Regions from separate parts of the Drosophila melanogaster genome. Here all the other regions are linked to region 5. Evidence: chromatin contacts called from public HiChIP or PLAC-seq data. All regions are on one chromosome and are shown on one strand. Each heading gives the region's core, a stretch centred on a gene start, on an enhancer-like site or on the middle of the called end of the contact. The rest is flanking DNA. Distances are from core to core; before and after follow the strand shown.

What was found. HiChIP or PLAC-seq counts read pairs in DNA pulled down with a chosen protein or histone mark.
Region 1: a Psq HiChIP or PLAC-seq map of the Kc167 cell line shows a contact between it and region 5, with 2.8 times the contacts expected there. The contact joins the promoter of amn here to the promoter of Cyp6v1 in region 5. A contact is called at or near these places in 6 of 107 Hi-C or Micro-C datasets (the Kc167 cell line, eye imaginal disc and wing imaginal disc) and 2 of 6 datasets of contacts at active chromatin or transcription factors (both in the Kc167 cell line).
Region 2: a Psq HiChIP or PLAC-seq map of the Kc167 cell line shows a contact between it and region 5, with 5 times the contacts expected there. The contact joins the promoter of sol here to the promoter of Cyp6v1 in region 5. A contact is called at or near these places in 2 of 107 Hi-C or Micro-C datasets (both in the Kc167 cell line) and 1 of 6 datasets of contacts at active chromatin or transcription factors (the Kc167 cell line).
Region 3: a contact with region 5 is called in a Psq HiChIP or PLAC-seq map of the Kc167 cell line, with 5 times the contacts expected there. The contact joins the promoter of Abca3 here to the promoter of Cyp6v1 in region 5. A contact is called at or near these places in 2 of 6 datasets of contacts at active chromatin or transcription factors (both in the Kc167 cell line).
Region 4: a contact with region 5 is called in a Psq HiChIP or PLAC-seq map of the Kc167 cell line, with 3 times the contacts expected there. The contact joins the promoter of Mnr here to the promoter of Cyp6v1 in region 5. A contact is called at or near these places in 2 of 107 Hi-C or Micro-C datasets (the Kc167 cell line and the ML-DmBG3-c2 cell line) and 2 of 6 datasets of contacts at active chromatin or transcription factors (both in the Kc167 cell line).

Annotation. Positions count from the first base shown.
Region 1 is chrX:19,888,672-19,891,997 of dm6, reverse strand. It overlaps amn (amnesiac), which reads left to right and starts at 1,938. Exons shown (of 1, transcript NM_078692.2): 1 at 1,938-3,326. The region is part of intron 4 of Hers (Histone gene-specific Epigenetic Repressor in late S phase); the gene reads right to left.
Region 2 is chrX:21,348,613-21,351,948 of dm6, reverse strand. sol (small optic lobes) reads right to left here and starts at 1,669. Exons shown (of 9, transcript NM_057390.6): 1 at 1,099-1,669; 2 at 1-89. The coding sequence starts at 1,340. peng (penguin) reads left to right here and starts at 2,106. Exons shown (of 5, transcript NM_078705.3): 1 at 2,106-2,643; 2 at 3,245-3,336. The coding sequence starts at 2,198.
Region 3 is chrX:21,304,661-21,308,170 of dm6, reverse strand. Abca3 (ATP binding cassette subfamily A member 3) reads left to right here and starts at 1,506. Exons shown (of 13, transcript NM_134601.3): 1 at 1,506-1,836; 2 at 2,428-2,641. It overlaps CG1801, which reads left to right. Exons shown (of 14, transcript NM_167739.3): 13 at 19-84; 14 at 236-585. The coding sequence ends at 488. It overlaps tRNA:Tyr-GTA-2-1 (transfer RNA:Tyrosine-GTA 2-1), which reads right to left and starts at 3,458; the gene lies at 3,351-3,458.
Region 4 is chrX:21,279,236-21,282,575 of dm6, reverse strand. It overlaps Mnr (Membrane-bound Notch regulator), which reads left to right and starts at 1,405. Exons shown (of 6, transcript NM_167735.2): 1 at 1,405-1,530.
Region 5 is chrX:20,655,535-20,658,983 of dm6, reverse strand. Cyp6v1 (Cytochrome P450 6v1) reads right to left here and starts at 1,862. Exons shown (of 4, transcript NM_001298570.1): 1 at 1,682-1,862; 2 at 104-1,455. The coding sequence starts at 571. It also overlaps asRNA:CR45466.

The DNA.
Region 1 (3,326 bases), core at 689-3,188, 770 kb after region 5:
GAGTAGGCGCTACCAGAAGACCAGAAGACGAGGGAGAAGAATGCGAAGACTAATCGCAAAAATGATCGAAAGAAATTTCCATAGAATAAATTAATCAAAGTGATCCGCAATGCAAAAAAAAAAAATATTTATATATATATAAAACAAACGGAACTTATTTATTCACTCGCTCAAAGCCCATAAAGTCAAAGCCCATGGAGCGATTGCTGCGATAGTATTTCTGAATGCTTACTAACCTAAAAACTCGTTTTGATCTCCTAGCCGCATAGTCAGTTATTTGTTTAAAACATTCTAGGCAAAGCAAATGGATCGAGTTTGAGCAGTTTCTTCAGAAAGAACGCTTTTATGGGCCCGCTAATCATCACATTTCATCTATGATCGTTCGATCGATTGTAAAAGAACACAACGTAAAGTTCACATCTTAAGTGAAATTCCGAGTATATCAACAGATAACTTATTACAATAATTCAAGTGAAATAGATAAGGGATATGACCGTGTATCTAATCTAATCCGCACATTTAAAACCAAACTTCCTGTCACATATTAAAACAAGATGGTACGAAGTCTTTTTTTTTTTTTTTTTTGAAAACAAATTTATCCGACGTAAGAAAATAATGGTCAATGGTTCAAGCGTTGGATTTGTAAGATCCGCATGGCTAGTTATGATAGTATTTTTATACTTTTGGTGATTTTTGATTGCAAAAGCAATGCTTTCTTCTGGTATCCCGCTGAATCCCAATAGTAAGATTCGAATAGATAATACTGCCGTATTTGTATCTTTGCCGTGTTTTATAGCTATATAGAGTTGACGCGTGCTAACTGCCCCTATATGGTGGTCCCAGTTCCCCAAACCCCTCGATTATCCAATGGCCGACATTCAATTGCGCAGCGCGGCGGCAGAGAACTACAGTTAATTGCATTTACAATATTGCCACAGTTAGGTCGATTCTTTATGGTTTGTATAGATTGTATGGGTTTTAGGAGAATGCGAATCTTTTGTGGGACGGAGAGGGGCGGTGCAGCAAGCATGTTCGTTTAACGATCTCCCCAGCTCATGTTTATTTATGAGTTGCCAATCGAATCAATTTCATTCGACTCGACTTGACTCGGACTTGACTTGAATCGCTTTCAACTGTTGTTGTGCAGCTGCAAAATGCAAATTTTGGACAAAATCCATGGTACGTACACATATATACATATGGATATATGAACGTCTGTATGTTGTGCACCTGTGTTCAAGTTAAACGTAGTGCCGTCCTCTCCTTTTAATTATTAAGTAATATACATAAGTGTATAGATCATATCGTCTAATATGCAGAAAAGTCCAATCGAACGGATGAAAGGAACCTATCAGCTTTAACATCCTTTCTATGTACGTATGTACATATGTATGTACACATACCTCAATTATATCCTGTACTGCATATGCACCAACAATTGTGAAGCATTGAAGCATACATAATACATACATATATTTCATATATATTACAAAGCTGTTGCTACTGATCAGAAACTCGTCTATTATAATGCCACAAACACACCCCTTTACCTGTTGCACGCGTTTTCCCAAAGACAATATACCCCTTTTCTGAGCGACTAATTGAAATAGTCCAGTACGAACCCTTATTTTGACAACAGCTGCACGAGTGGCTGCATACGATATATATATATGTATGTATGTATGTGTGTACATATATGTACATGTACTGATATGTGGTATGGATTGGGTTCCCATAGATGGCATGGCTTGGCATGGCATGCAGGTCTAGGGCAGTGCCAAAACCGACGACGAAAGCAACTATCAAATGCCGTTCAAGGCCGTTTGAAATTGCGTGGCAGGCAGAACAAGTTCCACACATCGGTGTGTGTGTGTGTGTGTGTGTGTGTATTGTTATTAACCAGCTGATGTGCGTCCGCGTGTGTGTGGAAGTCTTCGGAAGGGGTGCGCACATCCTAAGTGCGCAAAAGCCATGATTGCAAGCTTTTCGGACTCGGAAAAACAATACAATACCAACGGCAGATTTGGTCATTCAGGCAGGCAAATTGTCAAATAACTAACGGTTACTTTAGTGCTCATTAATGTTTTTATGTGCTTTAATAGATACGCTACTATTTTAGTTATTTCCCCAATGCAATACGTTAAGATACTCATCTACTAAGAGACGAATTTTTATTTACCCATTAATAATAACGGATGATTCGGAAATCGCATACGAAAACGCCTTAGTTGTATATTTACTCCTTTTTCTACCCTTACTACCGTATACGTAATAACAATAATGAGCCAGAGACGATTGGTGGCTAAGTATGTACACTGGCGAAAATACCTTTCAGCAAGCATAACCATAGCTTCCTTTTTACAGGATCCAGATAAAACGCGCAGATAAAAATGTTAGGCAGTGACATCTGTTGCAGATGAAAAGGATTAAGAACTACAGATTCAAAAGGCTGCTCCTTTTCTTTCAGTGTGAGAGAGGGAGAGAGAGAGAGAGGGTTTAGGTGGAGGCAAGTCGGCAGGGGAGCAGGAAGCATGAAATTGAGAGAAAATAAGGATAAACAAGCCGAAGGATATGGGACGGCACTGTTGCTTCGCAAGTGTGTGTGTGCACGTCCTGACCGCGTGCACACACACGCCGTGTGGCCGTGTATAAGTGTGCGAGCGAGAGGGGGCGATCGATGGTGTGAGTGACTGGCAATAGCCGCCGCGTCTTATTGACATTAAAACCGCTGCTGCTGCCGCCGCCGCCGTCGCCAGTCGACTTCACATATACCCGCTCTCTCGAGTCCCTCCCCATACCATTCCATACCATCCCATCCCTACCATTCATCCTGGCTCGTTCTTCTTCCTCTTTTATTTTTAAATAACACCCGGCGCAGATGCTAAACAAGACGCCAGAAATTAAAGTGCAAAGGTGTGTGCTGCAGCAACAACAGCAACAACAGCAACAACAACAGCGTCCTCGACAGAAGGACGATACTTTGGCGTTGTACTTAGCGTCAACCGAAGAATACGAAGACAAGGACCGCGAACAATGTGGGATCAAGGATCTAAGCAGATATATATGTATGTATGCACATATACCAAATGTTCCGAGCGTCCACATGGTGCGGATTTAATCACGCACACACATTGGCATTCATGAAAGGATATCGGATATGTATAGAGTATCAAACGGAACCGCTGCGCAAGATGGAAAACAGATTTGATCGCTAATCAAGTAAATAGATGATACATATCATTGTCAAACTTGAAATTAAATGAATCAAAAGTACTGAACATCCTGAATCAAGCAAATGACATATGGCATCCTATGTGAAAAAATAA
Region 2 (3,336 bases), core at 420-2,919, 690 kb before region 5:
CGCAGTTGGCGGGCAGATTCTGGCTGTTCCGCTGTGGTCTTTTCAAGCATCCGCGCAGCAGGGACTTGTACACATGCTTGTACTCGCTCCTGCAAAATAGGGAAATGGGGTTTTTCGTTTTTCGTCGGGTTTGGATGGGATTCGGTGTTCTTGAGCTGTTTGGGCTTTCCCCACTTCCTGACCGCAAAGGTTATCTCAATGACTGGCCATTTTCCTACTCTCCGCTCGTCCGCTCGACTCGGAAGTTGTTCCTACACCTCTTTTGCTCTTCAGATCGCCGAGCGAGTTCGCGAATCGATAAACTTGTAAACAATGCTTCTTTATCCAAATCGATTTTCCCCAATTCTCGCTGCTCCTCGGCTGTTTTGTTGTTGCTTCTGCCTCTGCTGTGTATACATGCTCTCACATACACACACTCGCGCACACACACACACACACACACACACACGCTCAGGGACAATCACCAGTGCCGACGGCTTGGCTTTTAAAGCTAGACTTTTGAACTGTGTACTTGTACACACTGTACCTTTTCCTAGCCTTTCGAAACTTAAGTTCGTAATATAAAAATCTTTCAACTTATTCCTATACTCCCATTCGAGTTATTCCTATGGATAGTTAATCAGGATTTTCCTAACCGATTTCATTGTTTTCTTATTCTTTAAGTTTCATTATGCACAAAAGGGTTAGTGAGAACTATAAAATTTACTAAGATTTACTCGGTCTGCTCTTTGGATATTAAAGTTCAGCATAGGAGCTTACGTTGGTAAGCTTTTGGTATTATTATTCTTTGAAAGTTAAGGTTTTTGATTGACGAATTTTACCGATGAAAGTATGTACATATTTGTGTATTTGTATATTTTCCAAAGTGTGCATACAATGTGTGTGCGAAAAAAGTTGGATTTGAAAACGCCACCGATTTCTATACACATTACCATATGCGACATGATTTTAGCTAGCGCTTTTGTCCTCCAATTGGATGCCACCACTGGCGCCCACATACACACACACACACACGCATACAGACACAGACACACACAGGCACATCCTCGCAGAGGAGGCATACAGGCTGTTTGTTTTTGTGGCGACCGCTTCGCTTACCTGGCAACCGCCGCCCTGCCCTTCTCCTTGTCCCTCTCCTGCCCCTTCTCCGCCTGCTCCTGCTCCAGTGCATCATCAGCTGTCCAGGAGGCGGTGATGCTGCTGCTGCGATGCTGCTGCTGCTGTTGTTGGGGGAACACCTTGCGGACGGTGCCGCAATTGAAGCACTTGAGCGACTCCGTGGGATTGATAGTGTTACATTTGGTGCACGACCACTGCAGCACGGATGAGATGGTGCCCATTGCGCGGGGGAGTCGCAGGAGTTCCCAGATTCCTTTCGACTTCTGAGTTGTTTCTCTTGCTGTTGTTGTTTTTGTTGTTGTTGGCTGGCTGGCGGGGGAGTGGATGTGGAACTGGGACTGTCTATGGAAACTATGATGTGTAGGTGCGCTTTCGAGCTGGTGGCCGGGCGGAGATGGAGATCAATAGGAGGACCAGAACCCGGGACCAAAACGAGGACCAAGCAGTGGCTTCCAACAGTTGCACGCCGCGTTCTCCGTCGCCGTTTCACACCATTTTTTAACTGTTGCCGCTAGGGTTGTCGACGTTCGCGAACACCTCCAACGACAAGGTTGCCCGAGTGCGTGAACTCTGCCGGACAGGGTTGCCAGCGCGAGAAACACGGCTGCTACCCCGCAAAGCCAGTGTTGGCAAGTGCCGTTAATGAAAAATCGGTACCTTCAATTTTTAGACCAATTCTAATATGTTTTTGGGAATGAATACATACATATATTCATAAAACGACGCAAATACATGCATAAAATTATTTGACCTTCTATAACAAGTAATCAACATTGAGGAGCTTAGTTTAGGAAGAGTTTAAATTTAATATTTAGACATGGATTATTATTTTTTAGCCGCTTTCAAATGGAAAGTCAAATTGAACTGAACGCATTAACTTGAGTTAAATTTTAAACAAATAGAAGCACTTCATTGATACTTACTGTATGTGGAACGAAAATACCAGATTTTGGTATTTACACAGCTTGGGTATACTGCAACAATCTGGTCACTCTGCATCAGCAGCACGTGTAGTTCGCTTTTTTGGCAAAAACATTTGCTGTTATTTAGTTGTAGTGTCCAAGAAAACGCAGCAAAGATGGTTAGCTCGGAGCCGAAAGGACCTGCTAACGTGGCCAACACGGCCTCGCCCCTCAAGGCCCATGAATCGTCCGGCAAGCGCGCCAACGGACAGAAGTTTAAGCCCGGTGGAGCAGGAGGCGCCAGGAAGTTCGACAAATTCGGCGGAGGAGCAGGCAAGTCGTTTGTAAAGCCAGGCGCTGGTGGTGCCAAGAAGTTCGACAAGTCTGGGCCCGGTGGCTTCAAGAAGTTTGACAAATCCGGAGCCACCGGCGACAAGAGGCTTGGTGGCAACAAGTTCCGCGGAAAACCACAAACACAGCCACAGGCGCCGGCGGAGGGCGAGAAACAGGACTGGAACAAGTTCAAGAAGGAGAAGAAGGACCTCAAGCTGAAGCGCAAGAGTGCCAAGGACACCTACGAGATCAGCAAGGAGGCCAACCAGATCCACGAGAAGTTGCGATGGTGAGCATCCCCAAAAACACGATGAACAGCCCAAACAATCGGTTATTATCATCCTTAGCGCTCAAATTACCTATACAAATTATGATAGCTCAACAAAATCGGGCTCTTTCATGCACTTATGTACATTCAGAACGTACAAAGTTGTTTAAATTTCATAAGGCATCAATCTATACGATATAGTTTTAATAATTATAAGTCATTTTGGTTCCTTAAAGGACAAGATATCGATAAACATGGCCATGTGGATCCCAAAACGAAGCACCTGTTCGTGGAAAAACCGAACATTGCCACTTGGTTCGAATTCAAAAACACCAAACATTTTATTCATGTTCTTGAAACAATAATAGCTAGTTAAGCATTTTGATCAGTATCAAAACTAAGTTAATATAGCCTTGTATTTCTGTATAAATGTTGAGTTAGAACCAAGAGCGTAGATTCCAAAGACGCCTATTTAGCGCATGCTGTTTTGTTTGGTCATAAACAAACCAGCTCTATCCTCTGTCGCGTTTTTTTTTTTTTTCGTAAAATTACAACTAATGAATGCGCAAATCCTATTGCTCTGATATATATATATCAACATAATTTGGTGCTTGTCTTGCAGCCGCCGAACGGAGAACAAGGACAAGCTGGTGGAGCAGATATACAAGGTGCTCAACGTGGGCGACACTATTTCAAAGGTGGTGAAGGCCCACG
Region 3 (3,510 bases), core at 257-2,756, 650 kb before region 5:
CATTTTTTTCTCCATCAGTTTGCGTAAGGATGTGGAAAATTTGGCCAAGTTCGTCAACTTCCTGCACAATAGATCAGAGCTAGTGTAAGTTTCCTATATGAATTTTCCTATATCATTAAAGCATAGGCTCCACATTTATTCGACCGATACTTAAATAACTATTGAGTTGATTTAAATTCGCTTTTAAAAAAGATTTCATAATAATTTACTTTTAATGTTGTCGTGTATGTTTCAGAGGTCGACTTAACAATTGGTTCAAATTCTACGTGCCAGTGGGCCACATCGTTTACTCATTCCTGTATGGCGCAATGGAGAAGAACAAATTGCGTCTCAACGTGAGCGACTACTGCATTTACCAGGCGGACATGATGAGTGTGGTGGCCCAGGTGCAGGAGACCCGGGCCCAGTTGAAGCACCACCTCGTCCAGACGGAGGGTCCGCTTCCCCTGGACACGACGTCCCCCAAAAAGGGCAGAGCAAAAAAGTAGTTCCGAGCACTTATTGGGGAAGGCGTTTATTATACCATTATATACCATTATACGTTTCTAAACAGTGTTCAAATGTAAAATTGATTAATTTTCCAGCAGTTATTTAAAAATGTTTTAAATGGGAGAACAATTTAAAATAACTAAAAATTAACCAAATCAGCTGACTCATGCGGAGGTCAATGTCTGGCCTCAGTTGTCCAGACGCAGGGCCTTGGAAATGTGGGCTTACCCGCTTTCAAGAAATGAGAACTTTGCTGGTTCCACACGTGTGGCTTTGCATAAATAATAATAATCCCTGGGGAAGTTCATAGGTTCTGGGAAGCTCTGCACGTGCCCGCATTCATTTTTCATTTGCGTGCTCGTTTCTTTGACACATTTCCGACTAGCAATTGATAATTAATTGATGAACAGACAGTTTAGCTGCAGGACCAACATTGAGATTAAAAACTACATTATTAGAGTACTTAGTGCGAGCTTTTGAGTTTAGAGTTTTTGGCAAGGATACTATTTAAAAATAAATACTACGCTTTACGTAGATTTGAAACTACTTTCAAAATAGATTTTGAACTTTGTCCATTAGCGCGCGCGTCCGTTATCGATAGACCAATAATCGATGCTTATATTTTTGGCGTTAGAATATTTCTAGCTCTTACTTTCAATGCCAGCTGACGTAACAGTTGTTATTCGTTCTCTTTGTTACCGCTAGTGCTGCCCAGATTTTTGCTTCAAAAAAGCTGCTTTAAAGGCTGCACAAACTCAGAATGAATAAAAAATTGCTATTATTTGCGTGATGCTTCTTCTTTGAAACCCAATAATAATGAATTTCGTCTATTCTAGAAAGATTTTGTTAGTCCGTTTAAAAAATGTTGAGCGTTACTTATCATAGAACTAAATCTACCGCAAAGTAGACCAAAGCTAGAATCTAACTGCTCAGCTCAGCTCTGTGCTCTGCTCTCTCCGCTCTCATTGTTGTTATTAGCTGCCTAACAGTTCGTTTCGTTTCATTTTGTTTGGCATCTCCGGCGGCGTTAGAAGTACTATTAGCTTATCATTATTTTCTTGTGTGTTTCAGTGTGTGTTAACAACAGCTGTTAAGCCCCTAAAAACAAATCAGGCAAATTATTGATATGAAAAATATTAAATAGAAGTGCGGACGGCGTTTTACTAATCGATTATTATGAACTTTTGGTCAGCTCAATGACGCAGCAAGAGATAAAAACTAATAAAAGCTAAATATTCGTACAGCGCACATATGTATATATTGTTTATGTTTCGCGGTGTTAGTGCGGAATAATCATTAGACAGCCGCACAGTGGGCGAAATCCGAATTATTGCCGCAAATTCGCCGGTTCGTAGTTGTTGCTGGATATCTTTGCCAAAACGCAAGCACACACTTGCACGGTTTGTCTGTATAACGGTGCATACACACATTTTCCCGGGCGTGAATTGTTGCATGCGCATCCCCAAGTGATGCAGTCATATTTACAGTTAGACGGCACCGCCGTTGAACTTTGACCGTTGGGGAATGGGCTGCTAAATGTGATCGCAAGAGTTTGAATTTAATAACACCCTTAACGAAGAAACCTACGTATGCATTATATTTTAAGGAAACAACTAAATTTCTTGAAGTTTTATGTTTATCTTTTCATAACTCTGTGCATATGTAAATAAATATATATATTAATTTAAGTATTCATAAAAGTGAAGTGAAAACTCATATTATAATTTCTTTTTTGTTAATATATATGCATATGTATGTAAATTTTTGCAAAATTAATTCAAAAATATTTGAAATCAACCGAAGAGGTTCAAGAGTGTTTGCTTTAAATTAGTTAAAAGAATCCTGGTTCAGGGCCTAATTTGATGAACCGAAGCTGTGCAACCCTGTTTATGTAAAACATTTTGTTTTTGTTATCCTTCTAATATATTCCAATTTCAGTGACAGTGCAAATACGAGTGCAAAAAGGGCAAAGCGTCAGCATAAATAATTAATCGCAATTGCAGCAATTTGATTGGCAATTGATTATGCAGTAATTTTCAATGTCGATGTAATTTTTATCACTAAGTGGGCTCTCACTTAATCGCAAGAACAACAAACAGTACAAAACAAACAGAGTTGCAATTGCAATTATTGCCTTCAAAACGTTCACGGGGTAAGTGCAAGAGTAATTGAACATTATCTAATTTTCCATGGCTAGTTCCATGTTATTAAAATGTGATTCACGATCATTGGGGATATACATATTCTCATTTTCGATTGAAAATTTTCTTTTCAAATCAAAAACAAGGGCATTCCTCATTGTTATCTTAAGAGAGCTTTGTATGACAGTATGTTCTTGCAAAGATATTGCTAGTATGACTAAGTCTTTCAACTTTACACGTGTTTGTTGTTAGCTGTCAAACTTCCTTGTATCGATCAACAGCGAGTTTAACAGATTGCTCTTCAGACCCTTGGGAAGTGAATGGGTAGCCTGCTGTGGGTTTATTGAATTCATGATAATGCCACTATTATCACCGCAATCCACTGTGCACGAGAAATGCTACATGGGCCGTTAGATTGGCCAATCAGTTGGCGATAGTACAGTACTCCTTCTTTTATGTGCGTCACATGTCAAAATGTCAGGTGCCATTAAAGACACTCGGTGATTCATCGTTCCAAATTAGTCAGCAGGTGAGAGAGAGGTCCTCGTGATGAATGGAGCTCTTATTGCTTTCGGTACATTCTGTGAAACAATCCATATCAACATTCCGCATCGTATTGCTATTGGGGGCCCTAGAGTCTAATACTCGTTTTATGATTCAAGATCGCCCTGGGCGAATTATGGCATTTCGGAGCGTGTCGGGGCCAAAAAAAAAGAACAATCCTTCGAGCCGGACTTGAACCAGCGACCTATGGATCTCTGCTCTGTATTCTGCATTCAATATGAAACCGTCTACAGTCCACCGCTCTACCAACTGAGCTATCGAAGGTTGTGTCTAAAACTCTGCCCCGCTGACATTGCTTTATTTTAAATTTCTATAT
Region 4 (3,340 bases), core at 156-2,655, 620 kb before region 5:
GAACAATTGAAGTCCACCCTGGGGCACTTTTATAAATGTTTTGTGTGCATAAACAAACAAACAAAGGCCGCATAACATTAAAATGTAACACAAAAAGCCACAACAACAGCAATAACCACGGCTCATGTTTTGTGTTGTGTGATTAAAATTAAAATAAGCGGCGACATGTTGAACTTGAAAAATTCGTTCTGCCTTGCTTATGACAACAACAACAACTGAAAATACATATATATGTACATACATACATATGTATGTACATAAATGTTACAATAGGAAGAGAAGCGAAATCTGACCGAATCTTAAAGTTCCTTACCAAAAAAGTATTGTTTATTGTGCTGAATAGCCTGGATCGGTATTTATTGTACACAATGTATGCATGTATGTACATACATTTGTATGTACATATATTTAACGTGCCAGCAAACCAAAAGTTAAAAGCTTCTGAAAAAATAAGGGAAACCATATTTATGAATCCCTCATATAGGGTATAAAAAAGATACCGTCAGCAGAGTGATCAAGGGTGGGAGTGAGAGACATCATGAGCGGGAGGGAACCCTAATAGCTTTACTAATGACCGAATAACTCATTTGGATTAGAAAAATCTCTGTCCCATAAACGATTCCCAATTAAAATCATAGCGCTGCCAACTTTCTTTTAACTGGCGTTTCTGCTTTTTCTTCTTTGCCTTCTTTTTCTTTTTACTCCGGTGTGAGTAAGTGCCGTTAGTGGTAAATATGCAGGGTATGCAGGAAGTGATGTGATTCTGAACTTTGATACCAATTAATTTATTTGTTTGGCTTTCAGAATGAATCTATTGAAAATCTAAAGATGGGATAAGTTATAATCTGTTACAACCGCAATATGGTAAGCGAATATTGATTCTGCTACATCAGTTAGGTATGTAAGTTTACTTATTGAAGGAAGTGTAAATTTCAAATCACTGCTGTGTCGTGTGTTTTGGTCAATGCTTATGAAATGTGTATTTTTGAAGTTCTATGTTCCTGTCATACATATGTACATATGTATTTATTTCTTCTGAAATAAACACTACAGTTATTAGGCTGATCGCTATAGTTCTAAATTCATTCTATCAGAGCTATCTGAAGTTACACGGTATTCGAAAGCGTTGCACTTGCCACCAACAAAACAAAAACGCACACACTCGCGCACGTGCGAGCGCGACAAAAAATCAAAACAACAAAATCCACGCTGGTAACATCTGCTTTGGCTTGGCATTGAAATCGCGTTGGTGCAACGGCGAGGGCAGGGTATGGTAGGAGGAAGGCTGAACGGGAGCAAGGGAAAGAGCGAGATGATGCGATGCGGGCACGAAGGCCAAATTGCCGAAGATGCCCGAGTCCCCATGAGCCGTTGAACGTGGAGCCGAACCGGTTTTTGGCGCTACACTGGCGCTGCGTTGGCGCTCAGTGCAAAACGAAGCACTGAAGGTGTCAGTTGGGCTCCCGACGGTTTAATTTTTAGCTCCCACAACGAACGCAGTTCTCAGCGATTTTGACGCAAATTATAAACGTACGTAAGCCGGTGATTTCACGAAACGCGTTTCGAATCAAAAGAAAACAAAAAAAGAAAAACTAACGAAAAAAAAAACTGAAAATAAACCCAAAATACAATTAAAGTGCTAATGATTTGGGATTTTTTCTCACAACTGAAATTTTTTTTTATTGTGTTGTTCTTTTTTTCGTTTTTGTGCCATTAAATCATTTTTTCTGCGAAAAAGTGCTAAAAACAAAGTGAATCCAATCTGTGCCGCCAACGTTGTTGCCATTGTTGTTGTGCTCAATTAAAACATATTTGCATATATAGTTTTTTTCGAGTGTGTGAGATCGTGATCGTGATCGTCATCTCTGCTTTGCCTTTTCTAATTCGTTTCTCTCTCTTGCTAATTAGCAATTCGAATGTTGTTTTTTTTAGCTGATTTTATTGATGGATATCAATTAAAAAAAAAAAAAATTTTGCTAAGCGCTTAAGAATTTCGGAAACGCTTTCAACTCACAGGCTCAGTGTTTAAATTGCCGAATTATGCCATTGAACTTGTTAGGAGAAAAGTTTTTAAATTTTCTTTTTGAAAAATCTAAAATGGTCAAACATATTTTCTTAACGTTCCAAACGCAAAACGTTAGTTAAAGAGGTTTAAAAGACTTGAACGCATTAATGCGAAGACGTCTTCAGTGTATTAATTATACTGGAAAAATCATTTGAATTATTTGTCACTTAATTCTAAACCTAAACTCTGTAATGCAAGAGCCATGCTTTAAATGGGGACATACTAATTGCGATGATCAGTGTTGAGTGTTCCACTTTGTCTAGCAATTTCCTCGGAGGTTCTTCGTGTTTCTTTTGTAGGCCGGGTCGTGTAACGTCATCTAATATACATGGCTAATAATCCCTTTCCCAACGCCTCCGAAAGGGAAGGGGTGATGCCGCCTGAAACCACCCACATATCGCGTCTTGTTCGGCGAACTATAAACATTAAATAACAATAATAAACAGCAACAAGAGCCGGGCAGAAAGTTGAAGCAGTTTGTCTAAGTGGCTTGGGGCTTTGTCAAAGCATATAAAATATAATACAATAGAAAGTAAATGGAAGCCGCAACAACAAAGTAACAAAAACAACAGCAACAACAACGGCGACAACAATGGCAACGAGTACATCGCAGTTGTTGGCTCCAAAACACGCAACAGTCCGTCAGAATAAAGTCAGCCATGCCCACCGTCGTCGTTTTAGACCCCTTTGCATTCCCCGGAATATATGTACATATAGTATGTAGACCCCGCTCCTTCTCCTGCATATACATATGTATGTGTATATTCCCCCCCAGTAATATCGCGTGTTCCGGGGGCCCAGCATGAAGGACCCTCGCCGGGGATCGGGGAACAGCAAAGGGGCTTCAAACAGCGAGGTCTCCAAAGGCTCCCAGTCTCCACTTTACACGGCGGGAAATTCATTAGAGTTCGAGACGTTGCGCGCAGATCGGTTCCTATCCTAAGTGTGAACATTTAATCGGAAATAAGTGCAAATCTTAAATATACTCAGGATGGCAGCCGTTAAGTGCTAATCATGGAGCCAACTCAAAAAATTCAAGTGAAAAATGATTGCTAAGAGCTCGCTGATATTGTCTGCCTTCAAGGCGCGAGTTGCCTTATTTCTCTCAGTGTATACTCAAGTGCTCTCACTTATAAGCCTATACCACACAGAGTCCAATTTTTTCTATAACAAAATTTTCTATATTTTTTTCTACATATATTTTTGTGTTTTATTCTTTATGTTACTATTTTCGCCACTGCCACCGCTGTGCAACGCTCCTCTTCCCGTTCCCGT
Region 5 (3,449 bases), core at 613-3,112:
GTGGAAATGTGTGTTGTGTTGGTCGGTGTAAGAGTTCCGAACGTGTGTCGTGGACCTGGGAGCGGGAGTTTGCAACTTGGACCCGGCTGGTTGAGTGACTCACCTCCTCCATCAGCGAGAACATCTGTTTCAGCTTGGCGCCAGCGAAGGCTGGTGCTAAACGGGTGCGGATCTCGCGCCATTCGGGTTGTTTGGCCAAAAATAGCGATAAGGCGCCCATTTTATCGCTGCGCCCGTCGCACTTGGCGAATCGGTTGGAGAAGCTGACGAAATCCTCAACCAGAACGGTGCGGACCAGCTGGAGATCGCGGATAAGCAGGGCTGGCTGGTGGAACAGATAGATACCCACGACGGGCTCGTTGCGAAACCGCTCGTCGAAGTAGAAGCGGCGCAACTGGAGAGCAAAGGACTCCTCCAGTCGGAGCACCCGGCTCAGGTTGCCCAGCAGGTGGGTCGGCTGGACGAACTTCACCCGCCGGCGCTGCCAGTAGACGTAGGTGCGCCGGGACCAGATGAACACGCCCGTCAGGATCGTCACTATCGCCAGCAGGATGTTCGTGGAGTACACCATCTCGCACTCGGGATCCGCAGTCAGGTCCAGCGGTGGCTGAATCGTGGAGGGATATGCGGATAGTGCCTTGGATTGACCGATCTAAGATTTCAGATTATTCCAGCAGTTGTGACCTCTTCGCTTTTGTTTTGATCGTCTGTTTGTTGTAAGACACAATGACTCCGGATATGGTATTTTTTATACGACCGTAGTTAACTTGCTATGTTTTTTAAGCTAAAGTTATTAGTTGTTCTCTGATTTCATATATATATAAAGTACTAAAGAGCTTTTAAATGTATTTATTCAGTGAAAATTCAATAGTATTTTTTTTTTTTTTTTGTAATGATGCTTCTTTGATTTCTTCGTATTTCTGATGTGTTTTTTAGTTGCACAGAGATCTTTAATTTATCCAATTCATTTCTAACTCCTGTTGGAAATCTATTTGAACTTCGCTGATTTCATTTCTCTTAAGAGCGTTCTATTTTCCCAGCAATATTTCTTCTTCGAAGATCGTCCGATAGTCTTTCTTCAAGTTTTGTTTTCAATTTATTTAGTCGGGGCTTTCGAACAATGTGGTTGACAAATTTTATTTTATCTGCGCGGTTTAATAATATTCTGCATTTTCCGTTGTTTTATGGTTGTTTCTGTTTCTGCTTTTGCTTTAGCTCTACTTTTTTCTTATCGTTTTGGCGCTCCTCCGCGTGGGGCTTTGCCGTTATTTGTTGATTCTCTTTGTCTTTGTTGTTTTTGTAGCTCCTTTGCGTTGCTCTCTTTTCCGCCAATCGTTGTAGTTGTTGTTTTGTTAGCAATCCTCAATGTCCCTTTATCGGGCTTTCTGGCTTTTCTCGGCGTCGCGTGTTTTATAAATAAATACTTAACTAATTATATCACATTTGAAACGACAACTACAAAAAAATATGTAAAAAAAATGACTAAAACAGACCACAATGAAGAATTAAATGCACAACAACGCGACGTCAACAACAAATGGAAGAGGCGAAAGAAGAAATAGCCACGCCGAACGAAAAGAAGAAGAGCACCGCGCAGAAAGACACAGAGAGAGGGATAGAAAGAGAAGTCGCAAGAGAAATGCGAAAAAACCGCGAATACAATTTACAAATAGCGAATTACAGAAAATAAGTCTAAAAATATAAATAAAATCGCTTGCTAGCTCCACCAAGCGACGCTTTTTAACTGACGCTACGTCAACGACCAAAGCCCCACGAAGGCAGCGACGTCGACAGAGCGGCGACGACGCCCCCATCAACGTATGCTGTTCTTTTGTGCTTTATTTTATTAACCGCAAGTTTGCGGGAGACAAAAGAGAGAGGGAGAGATCTTTCGGCGGGATAGTACACAGATACAGAAGAGAGCGCAAAAAGAGAGCTTTGCGAAGAATTTGAACAGTCATGTCATGAGGCACATGTTCTAGTTCGCACAGTGAAACTCATTTTAGCGAGGGGTGGTCAAATGCGGTTTCGTCCAGGTAATCGAATGCACAGCGACCCCACAGCAACTACATACATGACAAAAATCCATATTTTTTAAATTAATTTTAAAAAGTCTTAAAATAATTGAATTTGTATGTGATGCGATCAATGTGATGGTCAAATGTGATTTCGTCCAATTAATAACATCCCACAGCAATGCATCACAAAAAAATTATCTTTGGCTTAGTTCTAATGTTTAGCTGGAATATCTAATAAAACAACTGCAATTGTATGTATATTTCGTTTTATTCATACATTTAATTCCTAATTTATTGAAGTTGTGTTGTGTTTTAGTCATATTCAGAAAAACTACTAGAAATATGTATGTATATTTTTATTCAACGTGTGAGCCAGCGCTTTCGGTTTGTCCCACTGTTGGTGACAGAAAGATGCCAAAGCGCAAAGTAGACCGCAAATAAAAGTGACGATTAAAAGCGAAACTGCAAAACAACAACAATGACGTGACGCGACGGTGACCGCGAATCTTTCGATGAAAACAAAGAGAGCGAAGAGAGCGTAAATTTGTTTTTGTTAGCGGGTGCAGTACAAGACAAAGACAATGGTCACTTCTCGTTGTTAGGGCTTTTCATTCTAGCTTTTATTGTGTTCTTTTCGATTACTTATTTCTTGTCGCCTGTGATGATTTATAAATAAACGTTTTGGCTGTCCTCTGCCATTCGTTGCCTCTGCTTTTCGTTTTTTCTCTGTTACGTGCATTTGTTGTTGCGGTTCAGCTGATTTGATTTTCGCGTATTCTTCTGTTTGCAAGGGAATATCGATAACTAACGAAGGAGGCATCCCTGTGCAAAGTGGGCGCCAAATCAAAAAGCTGGCACAAAATTAAATAAATGTGGAGTATGATAGGTTTTGGTATAACTTATCTACCTGATAACTTAACAACTTTGCCGTGTTATTATTAAGTTAACTAACTAGTACTAACTACAGTTAATAAGTACTTTTATGTGTGCTTGTATCTTTTGTTTTTTATTGCTTAAAATTTATTTTATAACAAACGAAAACATCAACAAATGTTGCTTATCGGAAATTAAAACTTTGAATTTTCGTGAATCCCGAAAACAGTTTGTTGTGAGGCCAGTATTGAACTACTTTCCCCTGATTTTGGGTAAAAAAATTAAACACTACCAAACAAATTGCTGCTCGGAGGAGAAAGGAAACTCCATTTACAACAATTGACAGAAATTTGCACTTGCTGCGGATGGAAAACTTTCACGTCCACTCCTCAGTCCCCTGTTGAGCAGTTTTCCGACTTTTCCCACACGCTCAACTCCTTCTGGAAAAGTGTGCTGAAGTTACAAATGTGCAACATTTCCGGTTGTTTGTATGTCGTCTACTTTTGGGACACCGAAAACTGTTGGCCACATTGATGGCTCACATGGGGGTTAAGGGGA